Regions from separate parts of the Mus musculus genome. Here regions 2 and 3 are each linked to region 1. Evidence: chromatin contacts called from public HiChIP or PLAC-seq data. All regions are on one chromosome and are shown on one strand. Each heading gives the region's core, a stretch centred on a gene start, on an enhancer-like site or on the middle of the called end of the contact. The rest is flanking DNA. Distances are from core to core; before and after follow the strand shown. Region 1 holds the start of Tent4b (terminal nucleotidyltransferase 4B). Region 2 has its middle 32 kb from the start of Snx20. Region 3 overlaps Nod2 (nucleotide-binding oligomerization domain containing 2).

The links. HiChIP or PLAC-seq counts read pairs in DNA pulled down with a chosen protein or histone mark.
Region 2: an H3K4me3 HiChIP or PLAC-seq map of craniofacial prominence shows a contact between it and region 1, with 4 times the contacts expected there. The contact joins the enhancer-like site here to the promoter of Tent4b in region 1. A contact is called at or near these places in 4 of 39 promoter capture datasets (the HPC-7 cell line, HPC-7-derived erythroid cells, cranial neural crest and 2 more), 3 of 115 datasets of contacts at active chromatin or transcription factors (craniofacial prominence, embryonic limb bud and memory CD8 T cells) and 1 of 9 other capture datasets (embryonic stem cells).
Region 3: a contact with region 1 is called in an H3K4me3 HiChIP or PLAC-seq map of bone marrow-derived macrophages, with 6 times the contacts expected there. The contact joins the enhancer-like site here to the promoter of Tent4b in region 1. A contact is called at or near these places in 2 of 39 promoter capture datasets (the C10 cell line and the HPC-7 cell line), 1 of 484 Hi-C or Micro-C datasets (B cells), 2 of 115 datasets of contacts at active chromatin or transcription factors (bone marrow-derived macrophages and memory CD8 T cells) and 2 of 9 other capture datasets (adipose tissue and liver).

The regions. Positions count from the first base shown.
Region 1 is chr8:88,197,716-88,201,328 of GRCm38.p6, forward strand. Tent4b (terminal nucleotidyltransferase 4B) reads left to right here and starts at 2,167. Exons shown (of 12, transcript NM_001372333.1): 1 at 2,167-2,787. The coding sequence starts at 2,189.
Region 2 is chr8:88,602,430-88,606,092 of GRCm38.p6, forward strand. No RefSeq gene overlaps it. Among named protein-coding and RNA genes, the nearest start is that of Snx20, 32 kb to the right of the region's middle. Within about 2 kb of position 1,807, at least 91 of the 459 cell types and tissues checked have an H3K27ac peak or open chromatin away from gene starts, as enhancers often do. A contact at or near this core is called in craniofacial prominence and embryonic limb bud, where this site is marked.
Region 3 is chr8:88,660,286-88,664,141 of GRCm38.p6, forward strand. It overlaps Nod2 (nucleotide-binding oligomerization domain containing 2), which reads left to right. Exons shown (of 13, transcript NM_145857.2): 3 at 254-359; 4 at 3,413-3,856. Among named protein-coding and RNA genes, the nearest start is that of Nod2, 15 kb to the left of the region's middle. Within about 2 kb of position 2,221, at least 93 of the 459 cell types and tissues checked have an H3K27ac peak or open chromatin away from gene starts, as enhancers often do. A contact at or near this core is called in B cells, the HPC-7 cell line and bone marrow-derived macrophages, where this site is marked.

The DNA.
Region 1 (3,613 bases), core at 917-3,416:
TTTCTCTGTATAGCCCTGGCTGTCCTGGAAATCACTCTGTAGACCAGGCTGGCTTTGAACTCAGAAATCTGCTTGTCTCTGCCTCCCAAATGCTGGGACTAAAGGCATGCGCTACCATGCCCGGCTTACATTTGAATTTATAAAGTACTTTTACAATTTTTTATTTTTATGTACATTAGAGTTTTGCTTGCATGTAAGTCTGTGTTGTGTGTCAGATCCCCTGGAACTGGACAGTTGTGAGTTGCCATGTGAGTGCCGGGATTTGAACTTGGGTCCCCTGGAAGAGCAGCCAGTACTCTTAGAGGCTTTAAAGGTTGAGCCATCTCCAGCTCCTATAAAGTGCTCTTGTATATCATCTTATTTGATCATTTTTGCTAGCCTCTAGTAGTTCTTCACATTTGCTGAAAGAAAAAAAAATAGCTCACATACAACAAATAACTTTTGTTAAGGTACTATTGTAATGGAAAAAAAATTAAATATACAAAAATGTAAAAAAATACCAATGGCAGTGACTTATAACATGACATTTGCAGAAAAGTGCAAAATAACTGAATGTCTTGTATTTTGACATGTATTGTACAGAGACTTGGGGAAGAAATGGAAACATTTAATAGTGTGTCTTCACTTTCATGTGTGTGTGTGTGTGTGTGTGTGTGTGTGTGTCCCCGTCCGGAAAAGGAGGGCTTGAGTCTCAAGTTGTTATGTAGCTATGGATGGCCATGAATCGGAGATTCTCCTTTCCTGCTGAGGGTCTGGCACCAACCTCAGGGCATTTCGTGTGCTAAGCAAGCACTCTAATAGAGTTACAATTAGCTCAGCCAGTGGTCATTGTATTCTTTTTTTTTTTTTCCCCCTAAGAAAAAACGTAGAGCAATGATTCATTCTGTGACAAACAGATTTTTAATCCTTTGCAAAATAAGTAAATAAACAAAACCAATCACCACCACCCCAAACTTTCCAGGATATTGAACTGGGCACAGAGCCAAAACTCAAGTGTCAGTCAGGGACTCGGTTCTGGAATTTGCAGCGAGCTTGAAGCATGCGCACAGTAAGTGTTCTAGTCTTCTGGATAATGTTAATTACTGACAACCACCCCCTGCCCCCTTTTTGGTTATTTTTCGCGCCAGAAGAAAGCTACACAAATGGGCATTCTATGAAAAACGATCATTAACCGCAACGGTAGTGTGATTTTAGGTTTAAAAGGCTTCGAGTATTCTTAGTTATGAAAGTTGAGGGGCTTTGAGCTCGTAAGTGCACCTTGGAACAGCCGCGCTGTGTGGCCCTCCAGCCGGGCAGCGGTGCCAGCACTCGCGACCCAGAGGCCGCTGAGACCGCTCCGGAACCGAGATGCGCGTGCAGCCGCGTGCTAACCCGGCCCTTGAGCGGAAGCCCGCCCTTCTCGTGCTCGCGCGGCGCGCGGCCAGGAGCCCCGGGGCCGCGCCGGGACCGAGGGGCGGAGCCGGCGGTCCGGAGCGGGGTGGGCGGCGCAAACCAGTCACTTTCCGCGGAGTCGGCAGCCGCCTCGTGTGCCTCGGCGGCGCTTGAGCGGCAACAGAGTCCTGCGGCGGCGCGCGCGTCCGAGGTGCCCGGAGGCCCAGGTACGTGCGACCCCAGCTAAGCTAGCGCGGGACGGTTGACCAGGCGGTTGCGGCCCCGCTGCCTGCAGCCTGCCGCGGCCTCTGTGACGCGCGGTGCGGCCTCGGGGAACCCGCGGACGGCTGGCAGCAGGGACGGGGCGGGGCGAGCGCGGCGGCGGGGCAGGCGGAGCGGAGCGAGGGGCGGAGCCGGCGGAGGCCCCGCCCCGGGGCCGAGCAGCACGGACGCTACGGAGCAGGCGCGTCCCGCTGCCGCCGCCGCTGCCGCCGCCGCCGCCGCTGCTGCTGCCGCCGCCGCCACCACCGCCGCCGCCGCTCGCCCTTCTCGGGATCCGCCGCCGCCATTTGCACGGGAACCCCGGTGACAGGGGCTCGGCGGAGGGGCGGAGGGAGGGGGGAGGGCCTGCGAGCCCCGAGGGCGGGAGCGACGCCGCCGGCGCCGGCCAGGCTCCCTGCGCTACCGCGCCGCCCGTGGCGGAACCCGGGTGGCAGCGGCGGCGGCGGCCGAGGGCGGGCGTGCGCCTGAGGCAGCGGCGGCGGCGGCGGCCCTGCGGGCGGCCGGGAGGGGCGGGGGCAGCGGCCGCCGCCGTTTGATGGATCCGAGGATCGCCTGGTTCCAGCCAGAGCAGCTCGGACCGTCCAATAGTCTGTGGATGCAGATCTGGGAGACGACCCAGGGGCTGAGGAACCTCTACTTCAACCACCACTGTCACAGCAGCGGCGCGAGCAGCGCGAGCGGCGGGAGCGGCAGCGGCCCCGGCAGCCCCGGCGGCACGGCCCCGGCCCCGGCCGGCATGTTCCGCTCGGGGGAGCGCCCACTGGGCGGCCTCGCCGTGCCCGCGGAGCAGCGGGACTTCCTGCCCCTGGAGACGACCAACAACAACAACAATCACCACCAGCCGGCGGCCTGGGCACGGCGGGCATCGGCGGGCCCCTCGGCGTCGCCGGTCCCATCGGCTCCCTCGTCCCCGCGACCGGCGGCCGCACTCCCCGCCTCCGAGTCTACCGACCCGGCCTCGGGCAGCAGCAACAAGAGGAAACGTGACAACAAGGCCAGCACCTACGGACTCAACTACAGCCTGCTGCAGCCCAGCGGAGGGCGCGCGGCCGGAGGCGGACGGGCGGACGGCGGCGGGGGCGTGTACAGCGGGACCCCGTGGAAGCGACGGAACTACAACCAGGGAGTCGTGGGGTGAGTGCTGGCGTCGTGGCCTGCGTCTTGGAGGGTCGGCACACCCGCACAGCGGGGAACACGCCCACAGGCGGGAGGGGGGGATGATGGGTGGGGGATGGGGAGCCCCAGTGGGGCCTCCAGAGCATCGGTGGCCATTCATTCCTTCATAGCTTGACCAGTCTCGGTGGACCTTTCTTTGGAATTCCTTTGGAAAAAGTGGAGCTATCCTCTCCTTTTCGTAGTCATCTCTACCTTCCTCCTCTCCTAACTGTCCACACCTTCCCGATGCATTCTTGCTTGTCCTTCTCCTGGATCTTTCTATGCTCTAGAATTCAGCCTGCCCTCTGATCCCTTTCTGTCCTCCACACCTTGCTCCCCACCACCACACCCCAAGATGAAGCCCCTTAGCATCGGGCTAGTTAACTTCCTGAGAACGTTTCTGCCTTAGCGTCTTTAGATGTTAGGACCAGGAGGTGCTCTTCTTGCCAAGAATAGAAACATCCAGAATGCTCCTTCCCCTCCCCCAGTCCACGACGAAAATCTCCTCAGCCCTGAAAGACACTGCCTGCTCTTGATCCTTTGGCCCATCTTTTATATTTACTTAAGGAAAAAAAAAAAAAAAGCCAGTGTTTGCCATGTCTGTCGTGAGCAGAAAGCACTGAGTGACAGCTAGCTTGAAGTTGTCATAGATGGTGAGCTTTTCTGAGCCCTGACAGAACTTTGCAGGAGTTCATGGTCGGCAGCTTCTCACTGTGAGGTTGTCACTGTGGCAGAGGTAGCAGTGGTTTTCATTTAGGGGTGCTGGTGTTAGTGTGTGAATGTTGCACCACCGGTGACTTTGTGT
Region 2 (3,663 bases), core at 557-3,056, 400 kb after region 1:
TAAGAACATTAAAAATAAATCGTTTGAAAAAGGAGTTTGAACAGAGGTACTCTGTATGAGTGGTTAATGCCATTCCCAGAAGCCATAATTTTTTTAAGTGAGAATCCCAGTGCCATGTTTGGGGCTACCTGGAGATGCCTAAAATACAGCTATTGCCATGGCTTCTAGTTGCTTTCATAACTGGATACTAAGACCCTACAGCTGAAGACACAGATGCTTTAGATTCAGGGCTGGCGAGATGGCTCAGTGGGTAAGAGCACTGACTGCTCTTCCAAAGGTCCAGAGTTCAAATCTCAGCAACCACATGGTGGCTCACAACCACCCGTAATGAGATCTGATGCCCTCTTCTGGTACATCTGAAGTCAACTACAGTGTACTTATGTATAATAATAAATAAATCTTTGGGCTGGAGCAAGCAGAAGTCCTAAAATTCAATTCCCAACAACCACATGAAGGCTCACAACCATCAGTACAGCTACAGTATGCTCACATAGATAAAATAAATCTTTTTTAAAAAAATGCTTTAGATTCGAGACATAGAGAAGTCAAACTGGAACTGACCTCCTGCAAATTTCTTCCCTGGTGATTTGCTTTCACAGGGCCAGCGGTGCTCTTCAGACTACTTAGGGAGAGAAATCATCAATATTACCCAGCATCAAACCCTGAATATTTCAATACTGACCTTGCAGGAAGATGTGCCTACCAGCACAACAATGTCCTGAAGTTACAGGGATAGCCAACTGTCTTTTGCTTACCTTTGAGGCCTGCTCTGCAGGAGAGAATTCATGTCTGGCACTGTAAACCCATGGAAAGCCCATGGCTGAGGGTGTCATCAGCCCTGGGGTGGGGGCAGGACGACCCTACTACTGATGATGCTAAATGAACACACTGTCAAAGCGTCTTCCCTGCTCTCAAAAGCCAGGGAGGGAAGCTCCGTTTTGCCGGGGTCAGCTGTGAATGTGGACTCATAATTGGTTAGTGCCGAAAATAAGTGACTGTTGAGTGTTTATCCCTAAATAGGACATCTGCATTGAATCCCTGCCCCTAAGGCTCAAGAAACATTTCAGAAGAGGGGACAAGAAAAAAGGTGTTAAGAACAGAGGAGAGGAATGAGCACTGTGAGATGCTGTCTTCTGGACATGTTGCAGCCACTGTGAGAGGCTGTGCTTACCTGCATGAGACGTGAGATTGAGCCCGTGAGCGTTTCATCCTCGGTGGAGCAGGGTACCGGAAACCACAGCCCTATTAAGGAGTTAGTGACAGTTAATGAACAATGGGGGAGGGGGAGTCTTTTTTTTTTTTTTTTAAGGACACAGATGCTGGTAAGTCGCCCATGGTGCAGTAAACAGCCCATATCCATGCAATCATCCAAAACAAATTCGGTGGGTTACTGGGAAGAGTTCCAAAGGGCGTGGGAGAGGATAAGAGACTTGAGAGATGGAGTTGAATTGGATCAAAATACATTATATACATATAAGAAATTGTCAAAGCACAAAATCTTTTTAAAAGAAGGGGGTGGGGCGTGCAAGGACGGACATCTGGAGCCTGCCTATCCACCTGGTAATTGCTGAATTGGCGGTAGGAGGCATGAAGGAAAGAATGGACTTGCGCCCCTCTGTCAGCAAAGTGGGGGAGGGGAAGGTACAATATTGACTTTAACGCGGGGGATTTTAAAAGCCCCTATGTTCCCACTTTGTGCTTCGCTTCTCACGGGCAGGCCAGGACCTTTGAAGTCTGCCTGGCCCAGTGGGGAGCAGCTTCTGCTGAGAGAGATGCAGGAAGGGGAGGGCTTCTGTGGAGAGGCGATGTGGGAGGGGCGGGGTCCAGCTTTTGTGGAAAGGAGATGCTGAGAAGGGCCAAGGGGCGGGCTTCTGTGAAGAAGAGATGCGGGGAGGAGCTGGGGGCGGGGTTCTGAGCAGACTGGATGCAGGAGGGCTGGGGGGCGGGGGAGGGGCGGTCGGGCTTCTATGAAGAGGCTATGCTCATGGGGGTGGGAAAGGGGCCAGGGGCGGCGGAAACTATTAGGCACGCTCCAGCAAAAAGGCCGCAAATCCAATGATAATGTACATCTGTTTCAGGACTTTATAAGCTTTGAACATTTTTTATGGGCAGATAAGTGGGTCGTTTTCTTCCCATAACTTAGAACTTCAAAGCAGGATGTGTGGATGATGCAAATTGCTGAAATATGAGATTTTCCTACAAAGAGGCTTCCAAAAAAGACAGGAGGAAAGGATGGGAGGGACCAAAGGCTAATTGATGCCACAGCCTTTTATGTACATTGCAAAAAAACGGGACAGAAATTGATTTTTATGAAAACTCGATGGAGAGTGTGGGGGAGTCCCCCTGTGGGGTCTGAAGTGGCAATGTATGCTGTCCAGGCAGAAGTATGGCCTTGGCTTCTAAGGTACCCTCACTGCACCCAGGACATTAGGACAGTTTTAGGCCAGCCAAGGATTAGTCAACACAAGGCCTGGAACACCCATGGGGCCCACAGGCAAAAAGGATTTGGGGAAGCCTTGGGAGAGGCATTTTGTGGGAGCAGCGTGATCATGCACCCCACACCCTCTGTACACAGTTTCCCATGTTGTTTTTGTCTGCCCTACCTCACCCCCAACCCCTACTCTACCCTCAATCCCCCTCCACCTGACCCCTGTGCTGTCAATTAGCCAGTTCCTAAGTGGGGGCCTAATAAGCACCCTAGATGTGCTCAGTGAATGAATGAATGAATGAATTAATGAAAGAAAGAAAGAAAGAAAGAAAGAAAGAAAGAAAGAAAGAAAGAAAGAAAGAAAGAAGTGAGAAAATGGAGCTTCCTGGCAGCAAGGGTCAACCAGCTGCCTTGCCGTGAGTTTCTGTCCCACCATGGATGAAAATGGCTGTGTTCCCCACACTTATGTTTGACCCTGCGACCCTTTCTCTTGGTGGGTATGTATGTTAAGCCAGCCCAGGCAAAACGATTAGTTTTGCTAGTGATTGATTTGGGTAAGGTCATGTGGCCGGATCGGGGCCTATGAGTTGTAAAGGTGCAGCCCAGGAGGTACTTAAAAAATGCCAAGGCTGCAGCCATCTGACCAGCTGCCCTCGCATAATAGGGAGTCAGTAGAGCAGCCTAGAGGCTGCCACTGAGTTACTGCTCCTAGCTTCTGCCATAGCTGGCAGCCGCCCAGTTATGTGGCTTTTCTCTGGAGAGGGCTTCAAGACAATAATTTGGGTACATGTTTACTTTGAGGGAGGCGAGGAAGCAAGACGGAAGGCGGGGAGCAGCTGAGGGTCACTTCATCATAACCTTGTTCCCAGGAGAGTATGAAAATCTCCTGGGAGTTACCCCACCCCCTGTTGCTCCCGCCCACCCTAACAGAGCCAAGAAGCTGGGTGATTATCCACTGATTCCTGTCAGTGGCTTGTTGAGGGCAGCTTAGCTCACCCGGCACAGGAAGCGCTGTGGTGATACAGAGAGGCTTAAACAGGTGTGGGCAATGGAAGTGAGGCAAACGTGCAAATGATCCTGGATGGATGGCTCGGGAGTCCTTGCTGAGGGGTTGCTGGAGATACTAATCCTTGCTTCCTAGAAGGCTGGTGGGTGGGTGGGCTCAGAGGACCAAGGAGGGGAGGGGAAGTTGGGTAAGGGGGAGTCTGTTTCCTGGGGAGCCCATCCAAGTGTAG
Region 3 (3,856 bases), core at 971-3,470, 460 kb after region 1:
CAACCCGACCCACGTCTAACGACAGAAGTCATTTATATTTCATGCACACATGGCTGGAAGGTAATTCTACACGATGTTTCAATTTTCCTGTTGTGACATTGTGTCAGCACTTAGAATGGTTGGGATTTAAGAGCATTTGGACTTGGGACCTTCAGATTAGGGGTGTCCAACTTTTAATAGAAACCTTCCCACACTGTTCCTCTTCCTTCGGCCTTCTTGAAAATAGCAATGGCCTTTTCTTTGTTGTCTGTAGGCAAGAAGGCTGCTTGATCTCGCTGCGGTGAAGGCCAATGGACTGGCTGCCTTCCTTCTACAGCACGTCAGGGAACTACCAGCTCCACTGCCTCTGCCTTACGAGGGTACGTATTTGTCCTTCTGGTTAACACAGACCCCTGGTTAAAGAGCAAAGCACAAGGCAGTTAGCGTCCATGGATGGATGCCTGACGTCCTCCAGACTCAGTTCCTGCATCTGAAGCCTAGCAGCAACCTGACAGCAGTGAAGATGGAAAAGATGAGGGCATGGCGGCTCTCCCCCTTCCTTGCTCCCCAAACCACATGATACTCCCTGGAGCCAAGGCGTGTGGAGAGAGCCAGCTATGGGTACATCTTGCTGTCCAAATTGCATTCTAGACCAGACACAGATAGGGCTAGGATCTCTCAATCCACGAAACGTAGTTTCTCATGATCTGGAACTCATAACCAGGCAGACTTAGAAGGTGCAGTCTCATCCATGGTATGCTCAGCTGAGCAGTGAGAGAGGCTCCGGTGACACGGCTAAAATGTACCAGGCAGCCTGGCATACACTCTATGGAAATTTTCTGCCATTTACCAACAGTTCTGAGAAGTGGGTATTTGCTATGTTCCATTTCACAGATGGGAAAATTGAGGCTTGAGTAGCAAGATGGGTGTGACTGGAGTGTCCTTCTCTACTTGGGAGAAGAAGCCACCAGTTGCAGAAGGATGCAAGCCTGGTACTCCCCCAGTCTTGTTCTCATATAACTGGGAAGAAACCTAATATAGACTTCTGGTCCATGAACTATAGCTAACAGAAGGGACTATCATTCTGGCCTTGCCTTCTGTGCAGAAGCAAGTGTGTGGGCAGGACGGCTGGAGGCCTGTGCTTGGTACCCAGGTGTATACTGTTTCATACAAGAACAGGAGATGGAATTCACTGTGTAGATGCCACTGTGGCCCTTGGGGAGTATTTACTGACAATGTCATCAAGTATAGCTGGCCACATAGGCATTAGACAGTTCCCGGACACAAGATGCTTCTAAAGATGCCAATTAAGCAGGTGGACATGGTTGTACACACCTGTAAGTAGAGGCAGAGAGATCAGTAGTTCAAGGTCATCTTCCATTACAATATCAAGTTGGAAGTCATGAGACCCTCTCTCAAAAAAAAAAAGTAAAAATTGGGTTTATTTATTTTTTTAATGAAAATGAGAGACATTTCTTTAGTTCACTCTACCAAATTTCATTTTGCCTACTTATTTTTTTTAATTTGTGTGTGCCTGTATGCAAGTGTGCATGCACGTGTACGTAAGTGCACGTGTGTGTGTGTGTGTGTGTGTGTGTAGATGCATGTGAGTGTGCCATGACATGTACATGGAAGTCAGAAGACAACATTCAGGAGTTGGCTGTCTCTCCCATCGTAGTTTTGGAGACTGAACTCATGTCACCAGGCTTGGTATCAAGTGCTCTTACCCATTAGGCTATCGTGCCAGCACTAGGTTTGTTTGGAAGCTTTCAGTGATATTGGTAATGGCTAGAAGCTGGCATTCTAAGTCATGGCGTTGGAAAGGGGCCTGTGTATCTTTTGGTATATGGTCAGTGCTCCTGATATAGCCAAAGGGCAGAAAGAGCCACAAGGATCCTCGCCTTTGGGAACAAGAGGTCTCTAATACTGACTGCAGCAGCACGGCCTTTAATCCCAGCGCACACTGGGGCTCAGGCAGGAAGACTGCAAGTGGGAGGCAAGTCTGGGCTCCAGAATGAGACCCTGTGTCAGAAAAGAAGATGAGAAGAAGTGACAGCAGCCCAGGTGCCTGCTTCCTTTGTCTCTGCTGGTACTTCAGTGGCCTGAGAGCTCTCTGACAAAAACTAGCTTGCCTCTGAGTTGAGGCCAAATGGGCTGGTGCTTTCCCAGGGCCACAGAGGCCATGGTGGGGTGAAGGTGTTGACATCCTATGATGTCCTGTGACGTTCTGCCAGCCTGAGCCTCTGACCAGCACTTCCCCATTTCTTGAAAGGAGAACTAAGCTCTCATTAGGAAGTGCTTTGCACTGGCAGTAGGGCCCTGGATGCAGACAAGCAGGAGGAGGAAGGGGCAAGAAGGAAGTATCGGAAGGTTTTGACGAGGATTTGGCGCAGGCACCTGGTGATGCTGAGGTCTCAGAGTTAGCCTTTCAGTCTGACTAATCCATTTAGCATGTAAGATAACACAGACATGGGGGGCCGGGGGGGCGTCTGGGAATCAGATCTGGATGCTGCTCTCTGTGGCCATTTTTTTCTTGTGGTGGTGCAGACATCTACCAGAAGTAGCTCAAGAGGGGAAAGTTTCTTTGGGCTCCCAGTTTTTAGGACTGTACAATGTGGCCAGGAGGGTTGGTGGCTGGTGCAGCTTGACCCAAGGAGAGATAACAGGAGGGGCTGATTTCATTACAACAATGAATGGGAGGCAGAGAGCTCAGGTGGCAGTAGGCCGGGACATAGCCTTTGAGTCCTATCCTCAATGAACCGTATCAGCCAGCGAGATTCTGTATCCTAAAGGTGCTACCTCTACTGAGGCAGTACTATTAGCTGGGGACCAAGCATTCAGACACACAAGCTAATGGGGACATTTCAAATGAAAGCCTTAATAGTCCTTGTTTCTACAGCTAAGAACACTGGATCCTGGGAAGGCCAAATGGCTTGCCAAGCAAATGGTGGGCCTGAGTGTCAGACTTCAGAATTTGAAGACCTAAGCCCTGCCCCCTTCTATTTTCCATCAGAAATTGGCAGTGGACACTAAAGGGTGTCTCGGGCCACCCAACAGGAATAGACAATCAAGATACAGATCCTGCAACTCATACCCTCCCTGGTCCCTTCAGGAGTGCATAATAAGAATGACTGTGGCTAATGTCCTTTGTGTTGGATGCTATACTGACTAGGTGGCATGCACACCATCCTTGTTTAACCATATCAAAGTTCCCGGCTATATTCCTGCTTTGCAGGGGAAGAACCAGGTTTAGGAAGCCCCTGGGTCCTGTCCCCCAAACCCTCAGCTTAGAGGTGAATAAGGCAGGACAGATGCCCACTAGGACAGATGCCTACTAGCCCTTCCACACATTGCATTCCCCATGCAGGCTACTCTCTGTGTAGGTCCCGCTGTGACCGTGGCTTCACCCTCATTTGCCTCTTCTGTATCCTAGCTGCTGAGTGTCAGAAGTTCATATCTAAGCTGAGGACCATGGTGTTGACTCAGTCTCGCTTCCTCAGTACTTACGATGGGTCGGAGAATCTTTGCCTGGAGGATATATACACGGAGAACATCTTGGAGCTGCAGACTGAAGTGGGCACAGCCGGGGCCTTGCAGAAGAGCCCTGCCATCCTGGGCCTGGAGGACCTCTTTGATACCCATGGTCACCTGAACAGAGATGCCGACACCATACTGGTGGTGGGCGAAGCAGGCAGTGGCAAGAGCACTCTTCTGCAGCGTTTGCACCTGCTGTGGGCAACAGGGAGGAGCTTCCAGGAGTTTCTCTTCATTTTCCCATTCAGCTGCCGACAGTTGCAATGCGTGGCCAAACCGCTGTCCCTGAGGACGCTGCTCTTTGAGCACTGCTGCTGGCCTGATGTCGCTCAGGACGATGTCT